Linked DNA regions of Mus musculus: region 2 is linked to region 1. Evidence: chromatin contacts called from public promoter capture Hi-C data. All regions are on one chromosome and are shown on one strand. The core of a region is the stretch at or near the end of the contact, and the rest is flanking DNA. Distances in the headings are between cores, read along the strand shown. Region 1 overlaps Crocc2 (ciliary rootlet coiled-coil, rootletin family member 2). Region 2 holds the start of Farp2 (FERM, RhoGEF and pleckstrin domain protein 2).

Region 1 (6,744 bases), core at 2,607-5,106:
AGGCTATCACAGAGATGCTGGACGGAGACAGAGAGAATGGGCATCCCGGTCTCTTTCCATCATCTGCACACACTGCCTCCTACCTCCCCCATAGGTGTTCCCATGGACCTTGTCTTGGTCCCAGGCTGGACCAGAGCTCAGTGTTCCCCCTAAGAGGGACAAAAATCTTTCCTACCTCCTTCTGGACGCCATCATGGGCAGCCTGGGCCTCAGCTACCTGCCTCTGCAGCTCTAGTGACTCCTGCAGATTCTTCTGCCGATGCTGTGCATCCCTTGAGACCTGGGCTTGCAGGTCACTCACCTCCTGTCTCTTCCTCTGGTTCTCAGCTTCCAGTGTCCTTACCTAGGGGCAGGTCTGAGGGGTCAGGGATCGAGAAGCCTCAACAGCCTCTACCTCTTCTCGCATGTCTTCCATTTGAGGAGCTGTCCCTATTCAAGGCACATAGTTCTGGGCAGAGGGCTTGGGATTCAACCTCTCCTACTCTGCAGACCTACACCCAGGACTCATCTTTATGTAGGGGATAGCCTGGGAGCATGGGAGGCAGCCTTGAGTTAGCTATGGCTCTTACCAGGGGAGTGGCTCTGGCCAGTGTCGCTCCACACAAAGGGCAGGAGTAAGAAACTGATATCCAGGATGGCTATGAGGCAGGAACTGACGAGAGGACAGGGCAGGTGGGCACGGGTTGTGGATGCCCCCTCACCTGTCTGTGGCGCTCCTGGAGCTTCCGACGGGTATCTCTCTGGGCCCGTTCCAACTCCTGCAGCCTGGTCCTCAGTTCATAGGCTTCCTTCTGAGCTGCCACTTGGGCCTCCTGAAGCAACAGCAGCTTCTGCTCCTGCTCCTCCTTGGACCTCTTCAAACTGAGCAGGCCATAGGCTGGCTGGACCCCGGGCTGAGAGCTTCCCAGAACTCCCGGGGATCTGCCCTCTGTGCTCTACACATTACCTGCTGCCCCAAGACAACTTCTGTAGGGCTCAGAGTCTATCCAAACCTTAATGGCCAGAAGTGTGGGCTCTGTTCCCTTTCCCCACTCAGCTTCTCTTTAGCTCATCCTTGCGTACCTCTCTATAACACGACTAGCGTAGCTTTCTGAGTCACTCACAGGGACTTTGGTTTCCTGGCCTGTTATACCTGCTAGATGGGAACTCCTTAAGGATAGGAATAGGTTGACCTGGTCCCTAGCCTCTCTATATAGGTTGGCATTCATTTGTAGGCACTTAAAACTGAGTAGCTGAAGGTTGCCTTTGTCTTTCTGGCCCAGTTCATAGGCTGCCACCCCTGCTCCGCCCTGTCACTATGTCACTATAGTGGGGGCTGCAGGCTCCCCCATAACTACTCTATAGGGTAACTGTGTTACCTGGCCTTCTCTTGCTCAGCCCTGTGGATGGAGGCCCGCAGCTCAGTGTTGGAATGTTGCAGTACATCCTTCTCTTGAACCTCATCTTCCAGTGCCCGGCGAGCCCCCAAGGCCTCCCTCTGTAGCCCCTCACGACTCTCTTCACTGGCCTGAAGTTCCTGACGCAGTTCAGCCAGCCTTTCGTGAGCCACGTTCAGCTGTGCCTGCAGCTCCTCAGCCTAAGGAAGAAATGTGCTCTAGTGACCAGCTGGGGACCACGGGCTGTGGCTGCACAGGCAGCAGCTCCAGGAACCTGAGGGGGTACAGGATTCTGACTCTGGCTGGGTATTCCTGAGTCATCCAACACTTGAAAAAGAAAGCAAATCCCTGGGGTACACGGTCCAGATAGCCTGACTCCTCCTATATTCACTCTGAAGAAATCTGGGATGTTGATCGGTGGTCAGCAAAGGCCTGCCCGGGACATGACTTTGTCCACACATCAGCAAGGGCCATTATTGATAGCTCTTCCTACCCGCTAACCCAGGAGCTGCTCCTCCCTTTGGGTAACTATGTAGGTAGTTGGTCAGCAGCCTGGTGCTTAGCACCAACAACTGCACAGTCATCCCCATCTAACCTACTGCTCATCTTCTCCTAAGAGTGCAGGAGATAGGGGACTCAGATCTCAGGTATCTATGCCCTCCAAATTCTCCAGCAGGCTCAGAGCCTCTCAGGCCAGGGTGCTCTGCTGCTGAAGTAGGTGGCTTTAAGGCAAGGCTCAACCCATAGGAACATGGATACCTTCAAACACAAGGGAGGCCACTTGGTACCTCTGTGAGCTGACCCAGGGAAGGCAAAAGGCCATGGGAGTAAGTTCCCATCTCCTGCTGACTGGCCCATGGCTCACAGGATGAGCTACCCGATCATGCTGGAAACATGGGATAGTGCCTACACACTGCAGGGGGTACCAAACTTGGTTTCCTGCCTCAAGGAATGAGGCATCTCTGGGGAGATGGATCAGGAGGAGGGGCAGTCCACTATGGGGTATGAACTTGCTGAGGTCTCTAAGTCCCAACCTATAACTCTGACTAGAAGCCTCAGAGAAGGCTCCATCCTGGCTCCCAAGTGTCCCCGGGGAGGAGGTGGAGGAAGCCAGCAGGGACATGCTGAGAGAGGAAGCCACAAGAACTCAGTGGTGTTGAGTGGCTGGTTTGCCAAAAGCAAACCCCTCTTCGCTGGCTGTTTTCACGGGACATTGTCCAGGCCCCTGGCCGGCCTGGCTCCAGAGTCCGCCCGCTGTTATTGTTGTTCTGTTTTTGGGAAGGGCCAGGGCCTCCCCACTGCTCCCCTCCCACCCCCCACATGTGGGAGCCACAACCGTGCAGAGCATTTTCCGCTGAGCTCAGCAGAATTCACCCAGAAGGTCAAGGACCAGGGAAAGGGCCTGTCCATCATAAAAGGAGCTGCACTCATTTCCCGGAGCAGGGGAGATGAAAATAAGCAAAACAAATGGGGGAAGGGCCCCCCTGCTGCCAGGCCACCTCCTCCCCTGCAGTCCAGCACCCCACCCACCCTCTCCTGAGGACATCCATCCCTTTTGCAGGAATTTTACAGCCAAATCGCTTAATGTGATTATTATAATTATTTCTTTACTAGAAGTTGTATAAACAGTCTTTTTTGAAATTTCTTGCAGGGAGGCAACTCCAGAGCTCTGCAGGGAGCAGGGCAGCGAGGCAAGCAGGGGAGGGGTGCAGCAGTGGGGTGGCCTGTGTGTGCATACATGCATGCATACGCGAGTGAAGGGATACACGTGTGCGTTGGCGCACACCCAAAGGATGTGTGTGCATGCGTGCAAATGCCTGTTTACACATGTATAATAGATGTATAATGCACATGTGTGTTTGCTGATCATCTACATGCACATGTGTATGTTTTTGCAGTGTCCTCATGGGCTTTCATATGTGAGCCCCGCACGTGTGTATGGGAATGCATGGGATGTGCGTATACACATTGCTTAGTATGCCTACACCTTAGAGTGTATATGCATTCATAGATGTACATCTTAAATGTACACACAGGTGGGAGGTATCAACATGCAGGTCTGCATGTGTGTGCATATTTACATGTGTGAGACCCCCAAGAAGGTCTGCAAAGTGCTCCGTCTTGAGAGCGGGGAAATTCTGAGCCATGGCACCTGGGACACTCCTCTGTTCATTCCTTCTTGCAATCATCTCTTCCACCTGGTCCTCTACCTTTCAGATACCTGTCACCCTTATCACTTTCTGGGAGGCTTCCTTCCTGAAAACTCGACCTTGCCCCGAAGCTTATGGCCCTCATCTCTCCAGAGTGAGCGAGGCCCCCTCTCCAGATCCCTCCCTCTCTGCCCCCGGTTTTGAAATCGCACTTCGCTTCTCCATGTGGCCGCTGACCAGGCCTGACTTTGAAATCTGTTGGAAGGAACTCTCTCTCTTTGGGGCCAATATAAACAGCCTGTCATGTTCAGTCATGCTCTCTTCCTCTCCCGGGCTCTTGGCCGGCCCCTTGGGGTGTGTTGGGGAGGGAGAGCCCTCTCCTCACCACACCAGGCCAGCTGCCCTGCCTGCCAGCCTTGGCACACAGCCCAGGAGCTGTGAGGCCGCTTTGTCCCCACAGGCCCCACCTGGGTTCTGGCTGACCCCCCCCTCCATCTCAGTCCACACACCCTCCTGCCCTTGCCTCTCCCAGGCGCCCCCAAGTCCTGTCAGAACTCCTCAGAAACACCTTTCCATCTGCTGCCCGCTGGGCCCCTGCCTGGCCTAGCTGTGGCCTCCTCTGGCCCCGCCTAAGACTGCCCCTCACCCTGTCATGATCATGTGGCTCCTGGAGCCCTGGTGTGAGCATCAGGGCCCATGACTGTCCCTGAAAATCCCACCACTATCCTACTTTTCCTGCCTTTGTTCCCTGGGTTTCCTAAACTCAGCATCCTTCCACTTTACTCCATCCAATATGGAGTCTAGGCCTCTTATGCAGGCAGAGTCTAACTCTCCGGGGATTCCCCATGGCTCCTTAGGTGGATAGATTTCTTAGCTAGAGCCCTCCCACCCCTGTGTCACAGTGGCCTTGAGAGTCTTTGGGAGGATACAGCTCCCTACATCTGAGTCCCAGTCCCTGAATTGTGTAGAAGTGAAGGTTAGGCTGTGGAGGCACTGGGACCTGTGTTATGTGCTTCTAGCCAGTTGTCCATGGCTAGCCTCCTTGGGTAGTTAGTCAGCCTTTAGCTATCCCAACAGGAGCACAGGTGAGGTGCTCTGTGGCCTTTCTGGGGTGAGGCAGGCCCGGTGGTGGCCATGATGGGGCCTTACATCTACTTATAGCAAGCTATGGTAGCTTTGCTTTCTCGCAGTAATGGCTCTGCTCTGTCAGGTCTAGTCCTTTTGAAGCCAGATCTACGACTCTGGGCTAGAAATAATACCTTCTATTAGGCCAGGGCCAGCTTTCTCCAGCTGAGGTCAGGAGCCAGGCACAATTTCACTACTCTGAGAGATGCCTCTGGTTGCCAGACCGAATGGGGGCAGTCATTTGTCTCCTCCTGGTCCTGGGATATTCTCCCTCCTCCTGCATTCCTGCTCTCTCAGGGTCCTCCTCACGCTCCTCTAGAGACCCCGTCTCACCTCTCTCCTCACGCTGCTTCGCTCGGCCGCTATCTCACGGAGCTTCTCCCTCAGAGTGTCAGCTTCTCTCTGGTGGGTAGAGATGGCCTCTTCAAACTGGACCTGGAGGGTTCTCAGCTCTTTGGTCATGGTGGTAACGGTAGCCTGGGGGGTGGGGAGACCACTGGATTTGAGGGAGGCTGGTCCGAGGCCTGACTGCCAGGCCTTGAGACAAGCATGTGGGATGAATGCTCTGATAAGCTCCACATGCCAGAGCCGGTGCTCCGCAGCCACATAGTCACAGCTCTTGGCTTTTCTTCAGGGATCCCCAAGCAATGTCTGTGGTGAGCGAGTGGACGAGGCCCAGCTTAGGGGCTCAGGTGTCCCTTTTTGCCTGAAATTCCTGTTCAGTCCATTTTATGTAGAGAGGGGGCAGGAGCAACTGCTTAGCAAGTCAAGATGCCCTGGTCTCAGTGGCATTCGCGTGTGGGGTCACCTGGCCAGGCAATGGATCTGGGATGAGCCTCCACCCCCCCAGTGCAGCCTTCTGGTCACTTGGGTCACCCAGCTCTGGCTGGACATGGAGCATTCTAAGTCCCGGCTCTGAGACCTACAGTATCCAGTATGGTCATTGTTGGCCCGTGTGGGATGAGAAGGCCACACTCCAATAGAGAGCTGTGGTAAGGGACTGGGTACTGATCACCATATATGTCCTGTCCACCCAGCACTTGGCTTCTTGAATTTCCCAGTGGGTAGGTGACAATAGGGGACATCTACCACCCTGCAATCTCTAAACATATGTGCGCAGTCACATCTGCAGAATGTCGCCATGGTAGCTTTGAGATTGTGACGGTGCTGGAAACTCAGTTCAGCCCAGGTCTGCTGCCCTGTCATGTCACAGCCTATAATCGCCTCTCCTGGGGTCTCCTGACTGATGAGCACAAAGGAGTCAGGGGTCCTCTAGGCACCAGCTTCCAGGTTCAGTTTGAAGCACTTTGTTCACAGACAAAGATGTTAGTCTGCTCACCTTGACAACTGCCGTACTGAGGCCCAGTGCACTTCTGGGTTAGGGGTCTTCCCTACTCACTCTAGGGTCCATCCTAGGCCTATGTGCTTCTTTGACAGGACTCTAGGTCCTCAGCATTTGGAAGAAAACACTCATTCCTCCCATAGGCTACTGTGCCAGACTGGGGGTGGAACCATCTAGGCAGAAGAGCCGGGTTATCGGTGGCTTCGGGAACCCTCCAGAGCCTGCGGTGCTACACAGAGGCACCAGTACTACATGGAGACCCTCACTCCCACACCTGCATTCTGCAGGCCACTGCAGGGTTACTGCTGTACAAAGGCTGCCATCAGCCCCACCATTTGCTCTGGTCCTTGGCCCCTCCCCTCCTTCTCAACTGGTACCTAGGATAGCTAGGTCATAGCTCGGTGCCCCTAGGATGGCCAGGTCATGGCTCGGTGCTCCTAGGATGGCCAGGACATGGCTTGGTGCCCCTAGGATACCCAGGCCATGGCCCGGTGCCCACATAGTCCAGAAGTGCTTGCTCAGTGAGATTGCAGTTCCTTGCGAATCTTGGGGACCAGCTCCTGGAGGCAGTGATGACTCAGGCCAGAGGGCCCCTCCACCCATCAGTGGCTCAGTGCCATGTCACCCCACAGCTGGGGTTCCTTGGCTGCACTTCCCCTCTCTCAGTGGGTTTTAATTTCCATTTTCTAAGCTGAGGTGGCAAAAGAACCCTTAATGAGCTCCCAGAGGAGCCCTCCTGGCTAGAAGGCCT
Region 2 (6,744 bases), core at 2,774-5,273, 300 kb before region 1:
TATAGGTGTCGTGAGCCGCCTACACTTTTCTAATTATATATGCTTCAGGCTCCACACAGTACCTGACATCAGACTTTGCCCCCCTCCACAAAACTTCATTATTGTATTCAAACATTTATTGATCACCTATTCTGATAAAATAGAAACTCTTAAGTGCTTAAGGATATAGGACCTACCAAGGGAGAAAAGTCCCTATATTCCAGTGGGGATGTTAGATGGTGGTAAATATTACAGACAAAGTGAGGCTAGCAGAGGAATTCCGCAGATGAAAGAGCAGTTGGGATGAATGGAAAAGCCTAACCAAAAAAGCCTAATCAATCCTCACACACAGAGCAGTAGCCCCTGCCCTGCTCCATGTAACCACCACTGCCAGGAGGCCCAGACCAAGCCCTTTGCTTTACACTGTGTCATTTATCGCTCGAAACTACCTGTGACAGGTGGCAGGGCTCCCACACTTATAGCTCAAGGAATTCCAGTTCATAGAGGCGAATGACTTAGCAGTTCCTCACCTCTGCAGATGGCCTTAACTCCACCCTGATTCTGTGATGTTCGCACAGAGGAGTGTATTCAAGAAAAGGAAACAATTATGTAAGCACACATGACCACTTGTCCACCTCAGTCACAGAGAGGGGAAAAAAAATCACTGCAGTGGCCTCTCAGACTCAGTGGGATGGGGTCTCACAGGAAGCAAGAGATGGGGTAGGGCATAGTGGCACTCCTGAGAAAGAGGAATGTGATCTATGAGTTCCAAGACAGCCAAGGCTACACGGCCAGACCCTGTCCCAATCACGTAATGTGGGCACATTACCTGTGCAGAAAGGCAGAGTACAGATAGTTCAAGACAACACAGGAGAGAAGAGGAAGCTGCCTGGGGTTGGGCTGTCAGGGGTCTAGTAGTTCAACTAGATGAAAGTCCATACAAGCTAGGGGGTGGGGCATTATGAAGTTTATTTTGGGATGTGACGAGAATGGGCTGGGGAGGTGAGATGAGCCACAGCAGGGCTCATCATTGTATCCAGTCACATTAGAATGCCCTTTCCCTGAGGTTTTTAATTACATTTATTTGTGTATGTGTGTGCACATATGTTTGACAGTATTCACACAGAGAGGTCAGAACACAACTTTGGGGAATAGTTTCTTTCCTTCTACCATGAGTGTCCCTGGATCTGATGCAGGTCGCCAGGCTTGGCAGCAAGCTTTAACCATTCTCAGGTTTTTAAAGGTAGCAATAAACTAAAATACCAGGCTTAGAGAGAAATAATCCTACAAATCTAAAACAAAATCACTTCCACCATCCTGCCCTCACAACTCTGTCCATGTCCTCAGGCATACTTTTTAATACTTTAATTTTTATGTGCACACCATTTCACTGTTAAGCTTAAAAGACTATGGTTCAGCGGTTAAGAGCACTGACTGCTCTTCTAGAGGTCCTGAGTTCAATTCCCAGCAACCACATGGTGGCTCACAACCATCTGTAATGGGATCTGATGCCCTCTTCTGGTGTGGCTGAAGACAGTGACAGTGTACTCATATAAATAAAATAAATAAATCTTTTTTTAAAAACTACTTACAGCCTATTTCCCAGGACCGAAATGGTTCAAATGATGCTGTGAGGAGGGACAGGAATGAGCGTACCAACGAATGTTTACTAGCCAAGAGGTTTACTTAACCACCTGATCGATACAAGGTTTGCCTATCAGATTTTTTTTTAAGTGGAATTTCAAAAATCAAAATATCACATACTGGCAGTTGCTTTCCAAAAATAGAGCACAATCATCACCCACATAAACACTCCTGAGTAAATTATAACACCAGACTTCATCGCACTACGTTCTATGGGAGCCTCAGCTTTTCAACTCTGGTTGGTAAAGTAAAACCCTCACCTCAACAGATACACAGAGCCAAAGGACTGTATATGGACCTTAGAGAACAGACTAGAGTCACCCAGATTTTCAGTGTGTTCTGGCTGCACACCGAGCAAGGCAGGGTATGTACAGAGTTCATGAAGGGAAAGCAAGGAAAAGGAAACTATGAATGTAACCAAAATGATTGGCAGAATTTAGAGAAATCTGTTAATGTCTGAATACAGAAGGGGTTCATGTGACTAGAAGCAGGGGTGTTTGGAAAGGAGGAAACTGACAAACAGACATAATGGCGTCCTGCAGAATTACCCATGGATTCATCTCTGCTTAGGCAATGCTCCTCCCTGGACCCTACCCCTTTTCAAGTGGGATAACTCTGTGGAATCACCAAGTCTCTAGCTCTTCTTACAAATACCCAGGGCTAGCCTGCGCTGCCACTGACTCAGGTCGCCCTTTCACTTGTCAGTAACAGTTAATGAAGTACTTACTGGATGCAGGGCATCTTAGCGGCTTTGAAAAACTGATTCTTAGTCATGGCAACAAGCGTCTGAGGTAAATACATTCTAAACCCACTCTATGGATGAGGAACCTGAGGCGGGGCAAATGAGAGATACACCTGAGTCCTCTCTGTAAAGGAATCTGTAGGAAGGAACCTAACTCGATAATCACCATCTCTACAATGTGGCAGGGCAAGGACACCGGAGAAGCAGAGGTTTACATGGTTGCGGTATCCCAGAGAGTCATCCACAACCCCACCGGGCAAGGTCTTCCCGTGCTTTATTTAAAACGGGGCTATGCATAGGAAGCCATGGCGCACCCCTGTGCTCCACCTACACTCAGCCCTCAGGTGGCTGACAAAGGAGGATGACGGGTTGGAGGCCAGCCCGGGCTATGGAAACTGTCTCAACAAAAAACGGTGGGGGACAGGGATATATGAAAACTTTAGAACTGACAACGAAACAGCCACAAAGCGCTTCACAAATGCCTTCCCACGTCCCGAAACTCACAAAACTTTTATTTGGCCTACAAGTAAAGGTTACTTCATACCTCCCCATTTCAAATGACCTTTCCATCTTGCTAACACTGTGAGAATCTGTGCTGCTGATCATAATGCCGTCTCCACAAGACCGACTCTAATTCGGTGCTACCCACTAATTACCAAATATTTTCACAGTGGCCCAGTCAAAAACACCTCATGGAAACAGAACAAAGCTAGGGAGAAAGGCCACCCCTTTAAAGATTCTGTCCGGAATCTTAAGGCTCTCCATTCTTTCTCAGCACGGTGTATCGACATTATTTCCTTCACGAATGCCTTGTTTTCATTTCAATTTTTCATCACCATTACTGGGACATGAAAGAGTTTAAGAAATCACTGCCACGTGTGTAAATGGCAAAGGTGCTTATAATCTCGGATGAGTAAAAGGCAGTGGGCCAGTACTGTTTCTAGATCTTAGCAGAGTAAGAATATCCGAGTCTCAGTTCTGAAGGAAAGGCCGAGAAGAAAAAAGAATGCCCTTCTGGGCTTTCATTTGTGGCTCCGGGTGCTGCTTCCCAAGGTGCTTTGTAGAGCACTGGCCTGGGGGTGGGGGCGGTCTTCAGCAGGACATTCTTGTGGCCCTTAACCCATCACGGGACACTCAGTGTCCACGAGAGATGCTGAGACTCTGATCACCCCCCTTCCTCGACAGCTGGTCTCCACGTGTGCTGTTCCTGTCCTCAGTACTCTGCTGACAGCCTGGCTCCTTGGAACTCTGCAGCTCTCAGCCCTCCCCAGACTGCCCATCTACAAAAGCAACTCTCCAGCCAGTCCTCAGCGGACATCCAGACTGGACCCGAGACTCTCCCTCCCTTCGCCCTCCACCGACAGGCCGTCCACAGACGTGTGTTGTCAAACGCGGACTCTGGCGCGCCTCACGAAGGCCTCAGAGCCGGGCGTGGACTTTCTCTGGTGGACGGCCAGCCTCAGGCCTGGTCCGGCTCGGGTTCCGCTGAGGTCCGGCCAACGAAGGAAGCCCATGCCCAACCCAGCGCCCCTGCGCGGCTCGCTCCCCTCCCCCGCCCACGGCCGCCGCGTCCTCACCGTGCCACACCGGCCTGCGCCGCCGCCAGCCAGGCCTCCTCCACGTCCTGCGCCCGCGCCGCCCGATCCCGACAGCTAGCTGCTTCCCCGCCCCCGCCGCGCGTCCGCCGCAGCCCCGCCCCCCCGCGGACGCACCACCGATTGGCCTGCGGGCGGGTCCTCCCGACCGGCGCCTGCGAGCGCAGCACCTAGCTCTGATTGGTGATCACATGGGACAGGGCGGGGCGAGGGAGCCCCATAAAGTCAGAAGCAAAGCTGTGCAGCTTCTCCGCGGGTGCAACAGGGCTTCGGCGGGCTGTGCGTGTCCTCGGCCCTGGGAGGGGCTTTAGGACCTGAGGACTCTGTGCTGGGTGGGACTTAGGAAACCCGCGAGTTCTCCGTCTTAGTCTTCGCTTTGACAAGGCGACGGGAGGATTCTATCTTGGACGCAGCTTTGGAACAACGGGAGGACTACCCCAGACCTGGACTCTGGAATGCGGGTGGCCCTGGGCGGGACTTTTGGCACAGGGGCGGGTCTCAGCCTACAGCCTGGCTTTGGCAAGCAGGGCAGCCCCGATTCTGGGTGGGGCCTTGGACTTCAAGCTCGCGGGACTATTCTGGCATTCAGGCCTCCCTGACTACTAGGCTCTTTCCTACCTTCCATCCGTGGTGCCCAACCAGGGAATAGTGGAACCGTGGTCTTTAGGCACCAGCTGTTCCTAAAGGGACGCTTTTGAGGTGCAGGCTACGCTAAGAGTCCTCGAAGCCCTCGCGGTTCCTTTCTGGATTTGAGGCTTTCTGGAAATGAAAAATGGTGAGACTGGATTCTGGTCCTTCCACTTCAGACTTGCAGCAAACTCACTTTCTTCTTCCATTGGTTAAGCGAATGGGCCTGCAGGGAGCCAGCCCTTTGAACCAGTCTAGGCTAAATAAATCCACACAGGCCCCCAAGCGATTCATATAGAACTCTAGCCTTTGGCAATAAGTCCTTAAGATAAGCAGGGAGGGCCTCAGCCCACTGGAGGGTGGGTGGGTGGGGGGGCTCTCTGCTTCTCCAAGGCAACCTAGAAGCTCAGGCTGACTGGGTCTGCAATTTTAGTAGGCTTCCCAACTTCCTCCACCACCTTGGCTATCCCTTATTTGTAACCAGCCACTGCCATAGCCACTGACTGTGATGTCCATCATTAAGAAAAGGAACTGGGCCGGGTGGTGTCGCACGCCTTTAATCCCAGCACTTGGGAGGCAGAGGCAGGCGGATTTCTGAGTTGGAGGCCAGCCTGGTCTACAAAGTGAGTTCCAGGACAGCCAGGGCTATACAGAGAAACCCTGTCTTGAAAAACCAAAAAAAAAAAAAAAAAGAAAAGGAGCTGGACTGGACAAGGCAAGAATGAGGTTTGACATGAGCAACCTAGTGATTTAGAGAGCAGGAGCCTCATTTCCTAGTGTCAGTACGCTGCTTAGAGAGCAAGAGGATGAGAAAGACTCCGATAGTACTGGGTGGTCAATCCAGGGGTCATGCTGACAAACCGGAGTGAGGCCAGGCCGAAGAGATTGATCATCCACCCAGATTAGGATAAAGTTTGGGGTTATGTGGCTCTGCTCCCTTTATGAGTCCTGAGATCAAACTCAGGTTTGATCACGTTATGAGGCAAGTACTCTTAGCCACTAAGGCATCTCACCAGAGCAAATTCAGATTTTTAAAGTCACTTTCCTGGGCTGGGGAGATGATTTAGCTGTTAAGGGCTGCTCTTCCACAACACACAAATCCAGTTCCTGGCACCCACATGGCTGCTCACAACGGTCTCTAAGTCCAGTTCCAGGGGACCTGACACCCTCCTCTTCTAGCCTCCTTGGGTGACAGGCATACACATGGTACAAAGACATGCAGGCAGGCAAAATACTCATACACATACAATAAAAAGGTAGAAAAACGTAAAAATCTGAGCATGGTGGTATACATCTTTAATCTCAGCACTCCAGAGGCAAAGAGAGAGATAGTAGATTTCTTTGAGTTGGAGACCAACCTGATTTACATAAAGAGTTCCAGGTTAGCCAGGCTACAAAAGTGAGTCTGCCTCAAACACAAAAAAAACTCCAACCAATACATAAACAAACATTTTAAAAATTAAGACTGTTTTCCTAATTCATCTCTCTTCTTACAAATATGGAGAATTAGAAATATATTTGGATCACTTTTACTTCCCACTATGTTTAACAGTTGTTGCTTCATTTTCTAATTAGTAAATTTACCTATGAAGTCTTACTGTCCATTTTATCAAGTAGTCTGCAGACAATCTGATAACCTGTACAGCTATAGGATTTCTTTTGGAGTATCTGGGTTATCTCTGATGAAAATATACGCAGCACGCCTGCTATTAATACAAGTAACATCTTGCTCTGATATACAGTTGTAATAGGGGTCTTGAATCTTCACAATGGCCCGCATACTTTACTCAAAAAGAGGACTACTCATTTAATATCTAAACAATAGTGCTTTATTGAAAAAGGTTAATTTAAATGGATACAAAGTTGAAGTGTGAAATGTTTTCAAAATACATTTCTACAAGTACAAGTTACTTCTTAGTGAAAGAGCAAGTATCTGTTAGCAAAAGCAGTAAAACTGAAGGGGGTTAGAATTGTGGCTGCAAGACCTCACAATCCACACTGCCAATATTAGATGTCAGCTGACCCGAAGTAGCACCTTAACTCAAAAACATGGGACTCACACCGAATACTTGGGAATTCTTTCATTTTTTTGTTTTTAAATTTTTCTCCAACAAACTTAATGTCAAAATAAGCCAAACAAAGGACTGCATGGGTACT

Evidence for each region. Promoter capture Hi-C pulls out the DNA fragments that hold promoters and counts their contacts.
Region 2: a promoter capture Hi-C map of second pharyngeal arch cranial neural crest shows a contact between it and region 1. The contact joins the promoter of Farp2 here to the enhancer-like site in region 1. A contact is called at or near these places in 7 of 39 promoter capture datasets (the C10 cell line, cranial neural crest, embryonic stem cells and 4 more), 1 of 15 datasets of contacts at CTCF or cohesin (large pre-B cells), 5 of 484 Hi-C or Micro-C datasets (CD4 T cells, CD8 T cells, erythroblasts and 2 more), 1 of 115 datasets of contacts at active chromatin or transcription factors (large pre-B cells) and 1 of 9 other capture datasets (liver).

What each region holds. Positions count from the first base shown.
Region 1 is chr1:93,207,618-93,214,361 of GRCm38.p6, reverse strand. It overlaps Crocc2 (ciliary rootlet coiled-coil, rootletin family member 2), which reads right to left. Exons shown (of 32, transcript NM_001310428.1): 21 at 4,985-5,128; 22 at 1,359-1,576; 23 at 702-861; 24 at 176-343. Among named protein-coding and RNA genes, the nearest start is that of Sned1, 25 kb to the left of the region's middle. Within about 2 kb of position 3,856, at least 109 of the 459 cell types and tissues checked have an H3K27ac peak or open chromatin away from gene starts, as enhancers often do. A contact at or near this core is called in second pharyngeal arch cranial neural crest, where this site is marked.
Region 2 is chr1:93,509,383-93,516,126 of GRCm38.p6, reverse strand. It overlaps Farp2 (FERM, RhoGEF and pleckstrin domain protein 2), which reads right to left and starts at 4,023. Exons shown (of 27, transcript NM_145519.2): 1 at 3,943-4,023. It overlaps Septin2 (septin 2), which reads right to left. Exons shown (of 13, transcript NM_010891.2): 13 at 6,394-6,744.